3 separate regions of the Mus musculus genome follow, and regions 1 and 3 are each linked to region 2. A link is a contact called in public HiChIP or PLAC-seq data. All regions are on one chromosome and are shown on one strand. Each heading gives the region's core, a stretch centred on a gene start, on an enhancer-like site or on the middle of the called end of the contact. The rest is flanking DNA. Distances are from core to core; before and after follow the strand shown.

What was found. HiChIP or PLAC-seq counts read pairs in DNA pulled down with a chosen protein or histone mark.
Region 1: an H3K27ac HiChIP or PLAC-seq map of embryonic stem cells shows a contact between it and region 2, with 15 read pairs. The contact joins two enhancer-like sites. A contact is called at or near these places in 4 of 115 datasets of contacts at active chromatin or transcription factors (the SCID.adh cell line, bone marrow-derived macrophages and embryonic stem cells) and 2 of 9 other capture datasets (adipose tissue and liver).
Region 3: a contact with region 2 is called in an H3K27ac HiChIP or PLAC-seq map of embryonic stem cells, with 8 read pairs. The contact joins two enhancer-like sites. A contact is called at or near these places in 4 of 115 datasets of contacts at active chromatin or transcription factors (bone marrow-derived macrophages and embryonic stem cells) and 3 of 9 other capture datasets (adipose tissue, liver and pancreatic islet).

The regions. Positions count from the first base shown.
Region 1 is chr11:80,129,441-80,133,577 of GRCm38.p6, forward strand. Atad5 (ATPase family, AAA domain containing 5) reads left to right here. Exons shown (of 23, transcript NM_001029856.2): 20 at 1,764-1,942; 21 at 3,025-3,866. Among named protein-coding and RNA genes, the nearest start is that of Tefm, 11 kb to the right of the region's middle. Within about 2 kb of position 2,746, at least 9 of the 459 cell types and tissues checked have an H3K27ac peak or open chromatin away from gene starts, as enhancers often do. A contact at or near this core is called in embryonic stem cells, where this site is marked.
Region 2 is chr11:79,974,327-79,979,049 of GRCm38.p6, forward strand. Gm30875 (a long non-coding RNA gene) reads left to right here. Exons shown (of 2, transcript XR_388888.4): 2 at 1-852. Among named protein-coding and RNA genes, the nearest start is that of Gm30875, 3.7 kb to the left of the region's middle. Within about 2 kb of position 2,100, at least 7 of the 459 cell types and tissues checked have an H3K27ac peak or open chromatin away from gene starts, as enhancers often do. A contact at or near this core is called in embryonic stem cells, where this site is marked.
Region 3 is chr11:80,167,490-80,171,706 of GRCm38.p6, forward strand. Adap2 (ArfGAP with dual PH domains 2) reads left to right here. Exons shown (of 11, transcript NM_172133.1): 7 at 3,189-3,272. Among named protein-coding and RNA genes, the nearest start is that of Rnf135, 14 kb to the right of the region's middle. Within about 2 kb of position 1,267, at least 57 of the 459 cell types and tissues checked have an H3K27ac peak or open chromatin away from gene starts, as enhancers often do. A contact at or near this core is called in embryonic stem cells, where this site is marked.

The DNA.
Region 1 (4,137 bases), core at 1,496-3,995, 160 kb after region 2:
CATGTGGTTGCTGGGATTTGAACTCAGGACCTTTGGAAGAGCAGTCAGTGCTCTTTACCGCTGAGCCATCTCTCCAGCCTCCACCCCCCCATTTTTGTTTTTAAGACAGGATCCCATGCAGTTCTGTCTTATGTAACTATACCCAGCTTATATGTCTTTGTAGCATATTTAAGTTTGTAATTCTAATTTTCTTAAGAACTTGGGGCCGGGCATGGTGGCACACGCCTTTAATCCCAGCACTCAGGAGGCAGAGGCAGGTGGATTTCTGAGTTCGAGGACACAGAGAAACCCTGTCTCAAAAAACCAAAAAAAAAAAAAAAAAAAAAAAAAAGAACTTGGTTTCAGTAATATTTTTCTCACATGATACTTTTAGTTTTTTCTGCTCTCCAGTCACTGTTTAACCTGATGAAACCTGATTATAGCATAAGCAATTATTGATTACTTCCTCCATTCTAGGTCCCACGTTTTCATGTGTCAGCCGTGCTTGTTCCCTGGGTGTTGCTAGTTTTTGTTGCCTGCTCCATAGTCACACTTCTGTAGGGAAAGATTCTGCTCAAATAAATGATCACACAAACCCAAGGGCAACAAACAAAATAGGAAAGAGGAAGATGAAGTTCTATAAAACGAATCCCCTGTCATTTTTCTTTTCAATTAGTTCCAAATTTAAACATTATTTTTCTTTTTTTAATTTATTTTTATTTTATATACATTGGTATTTTGCCTGCATGTGTGAGGATTTTGGATCCCCTAGGACAATTGTGAGTTGCCATACAGTTGCTGGGAATTGAACGTGGGTCCTTTGGAAGAGCAGCCAGTGAGCCACTGAGACATCTCTGCAGCCCTTAAAAATTACTTTTTAAAATAGAACTAGCCTGGGCTGCAGAGGTGGCTCAGCTGATTAGAGCACTGACTGCTCTTCCAAAGGTCCTGAGTTCAATTCCCAGCAACCACGAGGTGGCTCACAACCATCTGTAATGGGATTGATGCCCTCTTCTGGTATTTTTGAAGACAGAGACAGTGTCCATATAAACAAACAAACAAACAATAGAACTAGCTAAAAGTTTCCTTCACTGTAAGCTGGCAACTTTAGCAAATTCTCAAAAACTTAATGCGATAAGGCATTGGGGGGAAAGCCATCCTGGTACATGTGTGTGATGGCGCCCACCCTGAGGCGGCAGGATCAGATGTACAAGGCTGCATATCTTTTTTTTTTTTTTTTTTAAAGATTTATTTATTATTATATGTAAGTACACTGTAGCTGTCTTCAGACACACCAGAAGAGGGAGTCAGATCTTGTTACAGATGGTTGTGAGCCACCATGTGGTTGCTGGGATTTGAACTCTGGACCTTCGGAAGAGCAGTCGGGTGCTCTTACCCACTGAGCCATCTCACCAGCCCAAGGCTGCATATCTTAGGAATAACAGTAGCAGTTATCCTCTGACCACCAAACACACCAAGAAGGTCAAGGTTATCCTTGCCTACATTGGAAATGTGAGGCCAGCCTGGCCTACATGAGATCCTATCTCAAGGAAATAATAATATAGCCCTTGGATAAAAAACAATTAATAATATATCAATAAAAGATCAGCTTGAATTGTGTCACTTAGGTATTTTTCAAATGAGTTATTACATTGTGTCTGTAATGAGGCAAGCACATTGTGGAGAACAGAATGGAGCGGAGCCCTAAGGCCGGTGCCCGTGCTGTCTTCTATTTGGGTCATTTCAAAAGCATTCACATAAGATTGGTCTTCATTACTCTTTAGGAGAAAATAGCAGAAATACACTGGTTTGTTCAGAAGATGGCTCTGATGCAAACATCAACTCTAAAAAACCCAAAAGGAACCGTGTGGCCCTCCCCAGGTGTGACACTGGCTGTGCAGAGGCTTTGTTTGGACTCAAGAACATTGCCTCCCCATCCCAGGACTTACTTTCATTATTGAAGGTATTTTCTGTGTCTGTGTGGAATGTTGAATTCATGTTTCTATCCATCTCCTTAGTATTTACCCTGCATTTTCAATCTTAATCCAGGTTTAAATTCACTTAACATTTTCTTTCTTTCTTTCTTTTTTTTTTTTTAGATTTATTTATTTATTGTATGTAAGTACACTGTAGCTGTCTTCAGACACACCAGAAGAGGGCATCAGATCTCGTTACAGATGGTTGTGAGCCACCATGTGGATGCTGGGATTTGAACTCAGGACCTTTGGAAAAACCCACCACTGAGCCATCTCTCCAGCCCCATACTTAACATTTTCTAAACTCTAGATGTGAGATTTTTAACTCAATTGACTGTGTTGACGCCTAGGCACAGCTTTAAAAACACAGGATGGGACTCAGGTTAAATTGAGCCAGGCATGGTGGGGCACAATTCTGGAGGCAGAGGCAGGTGGGTCTCTACTTCAAGCTTGGTTCCAGAACAGCTAGGGCTACATAGAGAAATTCTGTCTAGAAAAATAAAAAGTAAATGACCTTCTGATACTGAATTGGAGTATGTACTAAATAAAGAACACTAGTTTCTGAATGTAAATCTAGTTTAGACTTAGAATGTTTTCCCCTCCCTCCTATCCCTTTCTTCCTTTTTTTCATTTGTTTGTTTTCTTCCGGAAGCCCTGGGTTTGGTCTGAGGATCTTAGTGCTTATTAGGTAAATGTTTTTCACTAACCTACCCAGCCCAGTCAGTACTGTTTTGATGTGTTAAATATAATCTAATAAAATAACAAAGAGTAGCCACTTAATCCTTCCAGGATATAATAGGTGTTGGGGAGGTGGCTCTGTAGTAAAGGTGTTTGCAGTTCAAGGCTGTGAGCACTCCAGTGTGATGCCTGGGCCTACGTGGTGGGGGGAGGAGAGAATGACTCCACAAGTTCTCTGATCTCCACATGTCTCCTGAGGCACCCCAAAAACAAAACAAAACAAAACATGTCACCTATGTAGTAGATGCCTAAGGACAAGTCTGTGTTCATCAGGGTGGGAGAATGTCTGGAGTGGGCACTCTTAAAGCATTCTTATTCAATTGCTTTTCAGCACAAGATCACAACAAAGGAAGAATGGCAGAAACTCATTCAGGTTCTCACCGAATTCCACGTGCAAAATATCGATCTGCTACATAGTAACCTTGAGGTCATCCTGCCACTGCCAGTTCATGTGGTTCCAGATGTAAGGGGTGCTTATGGCTTCCCAGTGACTACACAGGCCAGTGCACCAGCAAGCATGGGGCATCTTACCAGGAAGCAGTCAAAAGACCAGCCATTGAGAAAGTCACAGAAAAGGAAACAGAAAAAGATGGTGATCCTAGATGACAGTGACCTGTTTGACACTGGCCTAGACTTTTCTGGTGAACTGCCTAGCCTATCTCCTGCACCCTCCTTGTCTGTAGAAGACAACATAAGAAGAGACAGCAATCCAGAGATTAAGACACAGAACAGTGGTTTCAAGCCCCACTCTGTACCTCAGCCCCCTAAGACACTAGCAGAGAAGAAGTGTTGCATGCTCGTTTCCCACTGTTTAAATTCTCTCAGTGAGTTCATGGAGAACATGTCCTTCATAGATGCTCTTTTAACAGATCCAGGGGAACAGAATGAATTGGGTAGAAGTGCCTTTCACTGGACAAATGGAAGGGTTAAAAGTGGACTTTGTGATGAGTTTAGTCTTGAGAATAGAGACAGGTGGGCTCCTCAGAGCGCTGGAGAATTAAAAGCAACTGCAGAAGCACTGAGCTTTACTGAGTGTTCTTCTACCATTTCAAAAGCACTGGAGTCCTTGAATTCATGCAAGCAATTAGAAAGAGACCCAACCAATGAACTCACAGTCTGTGTTTCACAAAGGCGCCATGATGCATGCTTCCGCCAATCAGCAGCTAATCTAGAGTAAGTAGATTTGTTACCTTCTATTTATTAGTAACCAATGGCAGGGATTCTTCTTATTAATTTTCAAATGCTGGGCCATTGCTCATGGGAAACACTTAGTGCTAACAGTTTCTCCTGCAAATGAAGCAGATTGTTGAAGAAACTAATTTGGATGGAAATAGGGAAGCCTGAGGTGAGTGTGGTGGCACACACCTTTAATCCCAGCACTCCAGGCAAAGGCAGGGAGACCTCTTTGTTCCAGGCCAGAGTGGTCTACAAACCGAATTTTAGG
Region 2 (4,723 bases), core at 850-3,349:
GTCTCCCGCCGGCCCGGGTCCGCGACTGCGCTCGCGACAACAGGACCGGGTCACCATCCTCCCGCCTGGCCTCAGCTCCCTGATCCTTCTCCGAGCGAGCGACGGACCGGCCTCTGCCCACCACACGTTCCTTGTGAAAGCAGGCCGTGGGCGGTGCCCGGGCTTCAGCCTTCCCAGAAGCCGCTTTTCCTGGGGCTCTTGAGTTGAGGAGAGCACTCCCTGCCGTTTCCCCCAAAGCAGGTGATTATGAAGTCTTCATCAATCTGAAAGGGGGTTCAAGACTGCAGGAAAACTCTGTCTTTACGGAGAGACGAGCGGAGTCTGGTTCCCACTAAGTGTGGTATTGTCGCTGGTCCCTCGCCAGTTCTGCTCTTCATTCATCTTCTTCAATTCTCCCCCCAAAGGGCAACTCAATTGTGGGCTAAATAAAACTTTAATTTACATTATTATGGAATCAAAGCTACTGTTCACGGTGTCCCTGTGTAGTATAACGCAGCGGTATTTCCTTTACCAGCCTTTTGTTTTTCCCGGGATCAGTTATTATGAAATGTGGTTTATTAAGCTTTCTATGTACTCATGATCCATTAATGTCCCCTCTAATGCGCTGTCCGAACTGTAAATATTCACAATGTCTTCCTAATACGATCGTGACTGCGGAACGGTTGAATAGGAAGCCAATTGCACAACTGTTGTTCTAGGGTTTCTCTTCACTGTCGTCCTGGGATTTCAGCTCTTGTGTGAGTCCCTTGTGATCTGGATTCTGTATTTATTTTTCCTTTAGTTTGGTAGGGCACATTCTCCAGTAACTTTCTGAAAAGGGGTAAGATGATAAAAAAAAATTAAAGATCTTAATTGTCTCAAAATTTCTTTGGTTGATCACCTCACTTGATTAATGTGGTAATTTGTCTGATTATATGATTCTTTTTGCTTGTTAGGTTTTGGTTTTTCAAGACAGGGTTTCTCTATTTTTGATATTCTGAAAAGGCAGGAAGACATGCCTTAATGTGTGTCTTTTCATTCATTGAGCTGGGTAGCCCGGCTCAGTTTAGCTAGGTTTGGGTTTAGTTCTGGAAATGTTTTTGTGTTGCTTAGTTTCCCTTCACATTGTTCATTCTGTTTCTGTTCCAGCTTCATTTCTCTTGTTGTGATAAAAACACTCAGACAAAAGCAACTCAGCGGAGACGGGATCTGCTTTAGATGGCAATTTCAGGCTGCATGCACAGTCCATTATTGTGGGGAAGTCAAGGTGGCAGGAACTTGAGAACAGCTAGTCTCAGGCAAGGGGGGGAGGGGCAGGAAAAAGGGAGAGAGAGAGAGAGATGTATGTAAGCTAACTTGCATTCAACACCCTCTCTAAACTTACATGGTCCTCAAACTCCTGGCCTAAGGAATGGTACTACCCCCAGTGGCCTGGATCTTCACAGAGAATCAAGATAATCTCCCACAGGCCAACCTGATCTAGACAGTCCCTCACTGCGACTCTTCCCAAGTGATTCTATATTGAGTCAAAATGACAATTAAAAGTAATTATCACAGGCTGGTGAGATGGCTCAGTGGGTAAGAGCACCCGACTGCTCTTCCGAAGGTTCAGAGTTCAAATCCCAGCAACCACATGGTGGCTCACAACCATCCATAACGAGATCTGACTCCCTCTTCTGGAGTGTCTGAAGACAGCTACAGTGTACTTACATATAATAAATAAATAAATCTTTAAAAAAAAATAAGGAACCATCACAATCTCATCACACACACACTCCACTCACCTCTGCATCTTGCAGCAGTAAATCTCCAACCCAACTATGCCCTGGCAATGATAACACAACTCAGTTTATTTGAATACATGCTGTGAGCCTAGATTGGGCAGATCTACTGCCACACTATTCTATGAGACCCCTTAGAACTTGTGGTTTCTCCAGGCCATGTGCTTCTGCTCCACTTTTCTTCTTCCTCCTCCTCTCCCTCTCCATTTTCTCTATCTTCTCTCCCCCTCAACCTTCCCCTCCACCTTCCCTTTTATCTGCCCAATCATCAGCTCTCCTTTATTTTACAAATTAAGGTGGGGTGCAGGTTTGCAGGAAATCCCCTGAGTGCTGACTCATTCCTTGTTCACAGCCCCTCACAGGAATTAACATCAAATATGATCAGCCCCAGGGCTGGCAACAGCATCTCTGCTCTTTCTTTCTAAATTCCAGGTATTGGTATCCTGGAATGTCCAAATCATTCTCTTCCTTTCTTCTTTCCCCTCACACCCCTGGATACATTTATTTTTTAAATCCTTCTACTCTTCCAGATCGAACCATTTATATAGTACTTTATACTAATATTTTCAACAATGGTATGTATGCTAGTCAATGCTCAGTCACCACCTGGCTCTTTTTGTTGTTAGATTTTTAAAAATTTGTTAAACCGGGCAGTGGTGGAGCACGCTTTTAATCCCAGCACTTGGCAGGCAGAGGTGAAAGTATAACAAAGTAAAAACAGAATTCTAGGCCTTTAGGCCCAGGCTTGGGAATGTGGCCTTTGTAAAGGTATGCTAATCATAAAACAGATAGGGACATTCCTCTACCGACCCGCTTCCTGGGTTCAAAGAGTGTTCATTCAAAGAAAGTCACCCTGACCATTGCTGGAACCCGCTATGCAAATGTGCTTTTGTTAGGGGCTCTTAGAAACTGTTTTGAGAAATAACCCTCACAATTACCAGGTATTCCTCGTGGTGACTCTTGTAACTTTGCACTTCCTTGTGACTCTTTCCCCCCCCCCCCCCCCCAGACAGGGTTTCTCTGTATAGCCCTAGCTGTCCTGGAACTCACTTTGTTGACCAGGCTGACCTCGAACTCAGAAATCCGCCTGCCTCTGCCTCCCGAGTGCTGGGATTAAAGGCATGCGCCACCACGCCCGGTTCCTTGTGACTCTTAACTGGTATTTTTGGTATTTTCCAACAACGCCCTTCCCACCTCCTTGAGTTGTGGTTTCTTCCTTTAAATACCCCCTTACTCGGGGCACCACGGTCCTCTACCCCTGCGTGGTGTATGACCATGGGCCCTAGAGCGCTCTTGAATAAAAAAATCCTCTTGCAGTTTGCAGCGAGACCGTTTCTTGTGGGTGATTTTGGGGTGTCGCCTCTCCTGAGTCAGAACGTGGGGGAGTCCTCATGTTGTGGGTCTTTCAGAGGCAGGCAGATTTCTGAGTTCCAGGCCAGCCTGGACTACAGAGTGAGTTCCAGGACAGCCTGGGATACACAGAGAAACCCTGTCTCAAAAAAAAAAAAAAAACCACCAAAAAAAAAAAAAAAAGAATGCTCAGGAGAATTGGTAAAAGTGTTTAGCTTTACACTCAATCCCTTGAAACCACATAAAGGTGGAAGAAGAGAACCAGTACACAAAGCTGTCCTCTTGTCCTCTTCCCTACACAGTGTACTGGTTTTGTGTGTGTGTGTGTGTGTGTGTGTGTGTGTGTGTATGTGTGTGTGTATAACACAAGGTGCAACATGTGGATGATTTTTAACTTTATGACTCAGAAGCTAGCTCAGAGAGGCTGAGAAAGCACCTAGTGGACCTTCCTCGTCAACTGATGTCCCACCAGGAATGCCGCTCACCATGCCCTCTCAATAAACCTCCTTCCAATTCATTGTCCCTCCATTCTACTTCCTGTGCTACTTCCTCTTACTCTCTCTGTTTTTCTTTTTTTTCTTTTTTTTTTTTTCTTTCTTTTTTTTTTTTTTTTTTTTTTTTTTTTTGGTTTTTTCGAAACAAGGTTTCTCTGTGTAGCCCTGGCTGTCCTGGAACTCACTTTGTAGACCAGGCTGGCCTCGAACTCAGAAATTCACCTGCCTCTGCCTCCCAAGTGCTGGGATTAAAGGCATGTACCACCACGCCTGGCTCTTTCTGTTTTTCTTTTCAAAGATTTATTTTTTTAAATTTTTAAAACATTTTTTTAAATTAATTAATTATTATATGTGTGTGCACTGTAGCTGTCTTCAGACACTCCAGAAGAGGGCATCCATCAGAGTTTTGTTGTGGATGTTTGTGAGCCACCATGACGTTGCTAGGATTTGAACTCAGGACCTTAGGAAGAGCAGTCGTGCTCTTAACCGCTGAGCCATCTCACCAGCCCCGATTTATTTATTTATTATTACAATATGTAAGTACACTGTAGCTGTCTTCAGACACACCAGACCAGAAGAGGGCCTCAGATCTCATTACTGATGGTTGTGAGCCACCATGTGGGGATTTGAGCTCAGTGCTCTTAACCACTAAGCCATCTCTCCAGCCCTGTTTTTCTTTCCTTAATAATCCTATATTCACTTCTTGTCAACGGCTTGTTTGCTCTGCCTCTTGACCTATGGTTGACTTTATTTAATCCTGTTTATAATATTCAAGCACAAAGCTCTTGGATTAAAGCTGTGTGCTGAGCCACACCACAACTAAAAACAGGTTTCTCCAGTAAATAACACAATCTTGGGGTTCATGGTGTCATCAAATACCCTGCAGTGAGATCCAGGGATTGAACTCAGGTCGTCAGGCTTAGCAGCAAGTGCTCATATCTGCTGAGATATCTCCTGTTCTACAGTGAAATCTTCTCTAAAATTAAAAGTGCACCAGTAAATAAAGTATAATATATACATAAGTATGCTTAACATTTATAACTGAGACATAAATACCCCATGTAAAACATTGCTTTTGTGCCTGTCACTAATGTATTTTCTCCCTATGGAATTAGCATA
Region 3 (4,217 bases), core at 17-2,516, 190 kb after region 2:
AGTGCTGGGGTCAGTGTGCCACTACCACCCGGCCAAGACACTTTTTTAAAATTAGATCTCTTCCTTTTATTTTATGTGTAAGTATGATTCTGCTGGTGAGAGAACCTTGGGCAGCAGCTATCTGGAGTTAGAGGAAGAGATTTTCCCAGGGTTCCTCAAACTGGGGAGGTGACTCTGGACTGCTCCCTAATGCCCACCTTTCTCACGGCTTTTTTTTTTTTTTAAGATTTATTTATTTATTATATGTAAGTACACTGTAGCTGTCTTCAGACACACCAGGAGAGGGCATCAGATCTTGTTACGGATGGTTGTGAGCCACCATGTGGTTGCTGGGATTTGAACTCAGGACCTTTGGAAGAGCAGTCAGTGCTCTTAACTACTGAGCCATCTCTCCAGCCCTTTCTCATGGCTTTTACCTGCTTTGTAGATTGGTTTTTGTTTGCTTGGGGACTTGGTTGGGTTTTTTGTTTGTTTGTTTTTTGGGTGTTTGTTTGTTTGTTTTGTTTTGTTTTTTGTTTTTGTTTTTTTGAGACAGGGTTTCTCTGTGTAGCCCTGGCTGTCCTGGCACTCACTTTGTAGACCAGGCTGGCCTCGAACTCAGAAATCTGCCTGCCTCTGCCTCCGGAGTGTTGGGATTAAAGGCGTGCGCCACCACGCCCAGCTGAGGATTTCGTTGTTATTGTTGTTATTTTGAAGGATTCATACCTGGTAATCTAGGCTAGCCTGGAACTTGTGTAGACTTGGCTGGCCTTGGACACACCCGAGTGCTGAATAAAGGTGTGTACCACCACACCTGGCTCCCACGGGGCCTTTAAGCACCGAGTGACCAGGAAACATCACCTTGAAAGTATTTGACAGTGGTGAGAGGTGATGGAAGCACCCTGGGCTGCAGCTTCTGTCTGCTCAGGCCTGTAAGACTGTTTTTCTTCTCCTTACGCTGCGAATATAAATATAGCCTAAGTACATGCTGGGTTCCTTTTTTTTCTGAGGTGGCTCCATTTTCTGAATGCCTAAGACCCAAGAACTTTTGATTTTCATTTTCTTTCCTTTTTAGGGAGGAGTTGTATTTTGCTATGTAGCTCAGCTGGTCTTGAACTTGGAGCAATCCTCCTGTCTCAACTTTCCTCCCACTGAGATTGTAGGCATAGGCCAACATACCCTGCCAAGAACGCCCTTAACAAACACCAGGACAGGAGACTCAGAAGTCCCACTAGGCCTGTGTGTCTGTCTGGCTATGTCTGGCTTTGGGCGTAGAAAGGAACTTGTTGCTCTCTGTTGAGTCTGCACTCACATGACTTCCTCAATCAGTGCATGACCTCTGTGCCCTGCACCACAGATCTCCCAGCAAGTCTTTCTGCCTCTCCATCCCAGATTCCTGGGAGAGAGCAGATCTGATAAGTCCAGTCCCGTCTCTTTATTGGTCCATCTGCTGTATCCAAGGCAGGGTGGGGACTGTTGGGGTATGAGGTTGAGGATCAGGTCTCAGAGAAACTGGGAGAGGAGCAACCCAGTGGGGAGGAGCAACCTAGAAGGCTTCCATTGTGTCTCACCACTGTGAAATACTTGCACAGGAATTTATTACAACATCTAAACTAATGTATGCAATGAATGGACTGTCATAGGTCAAAGGGTGGGTAGGGTAGGAAGGAGAAGCACGTGGAGTGGTGGGAATGTGGGTAGTGATTGGAGTGGGGATGAGAGAGAGAGGCAGGAGGACAACAAGGTTCAAGTGTGGCCTCCATGACAATCTCCTGTATCAAACATAAGAATAAAATGAAGAGGTGATGTGGTGTGCATGTGCAGTCGCCATACATGGGAGGAAGAAGCAGGAGAATCAAGGGTTCAAGGCTAGCCAGGCGGTGGTGTCTTCGGTGTCTTCAGCATCAGCAGTGGTGACTCATGCTTTAGTCCCAACACTTTGGAGGCAGAGGCAGGCATATCTCTTGTTAGTTCAAGGCCATCCTGGTCCACAGATAGCCAAAGTTTCACAGAGTAACCCTGTCTTGATAAAAGCAAACAAACAAACAAAAAAAAGAGTTCAAGGCTAATCTCTGCTACTTAGATGTTTGAGGAGGCTAGCCTGGACTACATGGGACTCACCACAAAAATAAATAAATAAATAAATACATACATACATACATACATACATACATACATACTAAAAAACAAACAAAAAAGTAAAAAGGACTCTGGAGATACAGAAGTTGTAGAAGGCTTCTCTAAACATTGTAAAATGAGGTGGAGGGGGAAGCTGGAGAGATGTCTCAGCAGTTAAGAGCACTTGCTGTTCTTGCACAGGACCTGGGTTCAGTTCCCTAAACTCACATGGTGGCTCACACAGCTGCTTCTGACTGCAGTTACAGGGGATCTCCAAGGCTGTCTTCTGTCCTTCGTGGGCCCACTCTGGGGCACATATATGCGTGTGGGTGTAGGCATGCACACATACACATGAGGAAAGGAAAGCATGGGTCGGGGTGGGGGAGAAGGAAGGAAGGAAGGAAGGAAGGAAGGAAGGAAGGAAGGAAGGAAGGAAGGAAGGAAGGTAGGTAGGAAGGAGACAGGATGGCTGACTGGAGAGGAGCTGAGAAACCCTTGGGGATGTGGTTCTCCGGTGAGACGATGTTGGCTCACCATTATGAAGGATGTGCTCTCAGTGTGACATCCCCTTGTGGCTGGCCTGTGCATTCCAGGTCCCTCCTGAGCATCTCTGATGGAGGAATGTCTCCACATGCAGCCCCCACCCCCACCTGAAGAACTGTGTCCCAGCACCCCACAGCATCACAGCCCCTGGGAGTCTTAATGCTAAGGAATACAGTCTTAGCCCCACTCCACACCAGTCTCCTAATAGGAATCCAGGAGTGTCTTCTAAACTTAAAGAAGTGTACTAAGCCTTTTTGTGCAGCTCACACTTGTCTTTTTCCGTGGCTGGAAGCTCTTCCTGTCTGTGACTTGTGACTAGCTCAGGGCAGTCCCCTGGGCTCTGATAATCACCCTTTCCAGATGTTCCCTGATGGGACTGTGTGAAGTGTGTATTTCCTGAACCTGTGTGTGTGTGTGTGTGTGTGTGTGTGTGTTTGTGTGTGTGTGTGTGTGTGAAGTAGTGACCCCGTTCCCTGTAGCCCTGTCAGCAAGGTTCTCCCACATCCGCCCATCTCACCACTGTGTGTGCTTTGCATTTTTCCTGGCAGGAGATAGTGGATTGGTTCAATGCTCTCCGTGCAGCCCGCCTGCAATACCTGAAATTGGCCTTTCCTGATCTCCCAGAGTCTGAGGTGAGCTAAATGTGGACTTGACTTCTGCGTGTTCCATCCCCTCCCCCTTTCTCTGCTTGTCTCTTGACCCCTAAGACACACAGGGGCTAGACAAGGTTTACTGCAGTTAAGCCTAGGAAGGCTGGAGTAAAACAACTCTCTGTGGGGTCAAGGGCCTCAGCCTTTGAACATCTTTCTGAAATTTCCCACTGAAATATGCAAATGAGCCTACCTATTGTATGCACAGTGCTTCTAGCCCATTTTATCTGGACCCTTCCTATATAGTAATTACTTAGAACTGAGAGTTGGGTTTGGTGATTGCTCCCATTGCCCTTCCACAGCTGTGTCCTGTGATGCTTGGTCCTTGGGAGATGTTGGGATCTGCCTGTGGTGGTAAAGGTAACAGTAAGCGGAGGACTTCCTATCGATTGTCCCCAGACATCTGGGTTCTACATCTACTTCCTGCAGCCTTGTCTGGGAACAGGAATGACATGGGGCAGAAGATGGTAGTTTAAGCCAGTAGGCCTAGGCCCTCACAGTTGCTCTGTTACTGACATACTGTGTGAGCCTTACAGGTACCTTTCTGAACACATTTCCATATTAGGAAGATGGTGGCTGGTCCAGGTCTCCTTCAGGGTCCCCTCTAAGCTCTGAGGTTCTGTGATTGAGGATGTGGGTTTGTTTTGTTTTGATTTGGGTTTGGTGGTGGTGTTTGTGACATAGTCTCACTGAGTAGCCCAGGCTGGCCTAGAACTCACTATGCAGATTGGGCTGGGCTGGAAATCACCTAGATCTGACAGCCTCTGCCTCCCAAGTGCTGCAATGAAAGGTGTGGGCGTGTGTGTGTGTGTGTGTGTGTGTGTGTGTGTGTACTTATATGTACACATGTGTGTCTATGTGTGTGGAGGTCAGAAGTCAGTCTCATGTGTCATCCTTCAGATGCTGTCTACCTTGACAATCTTTCTC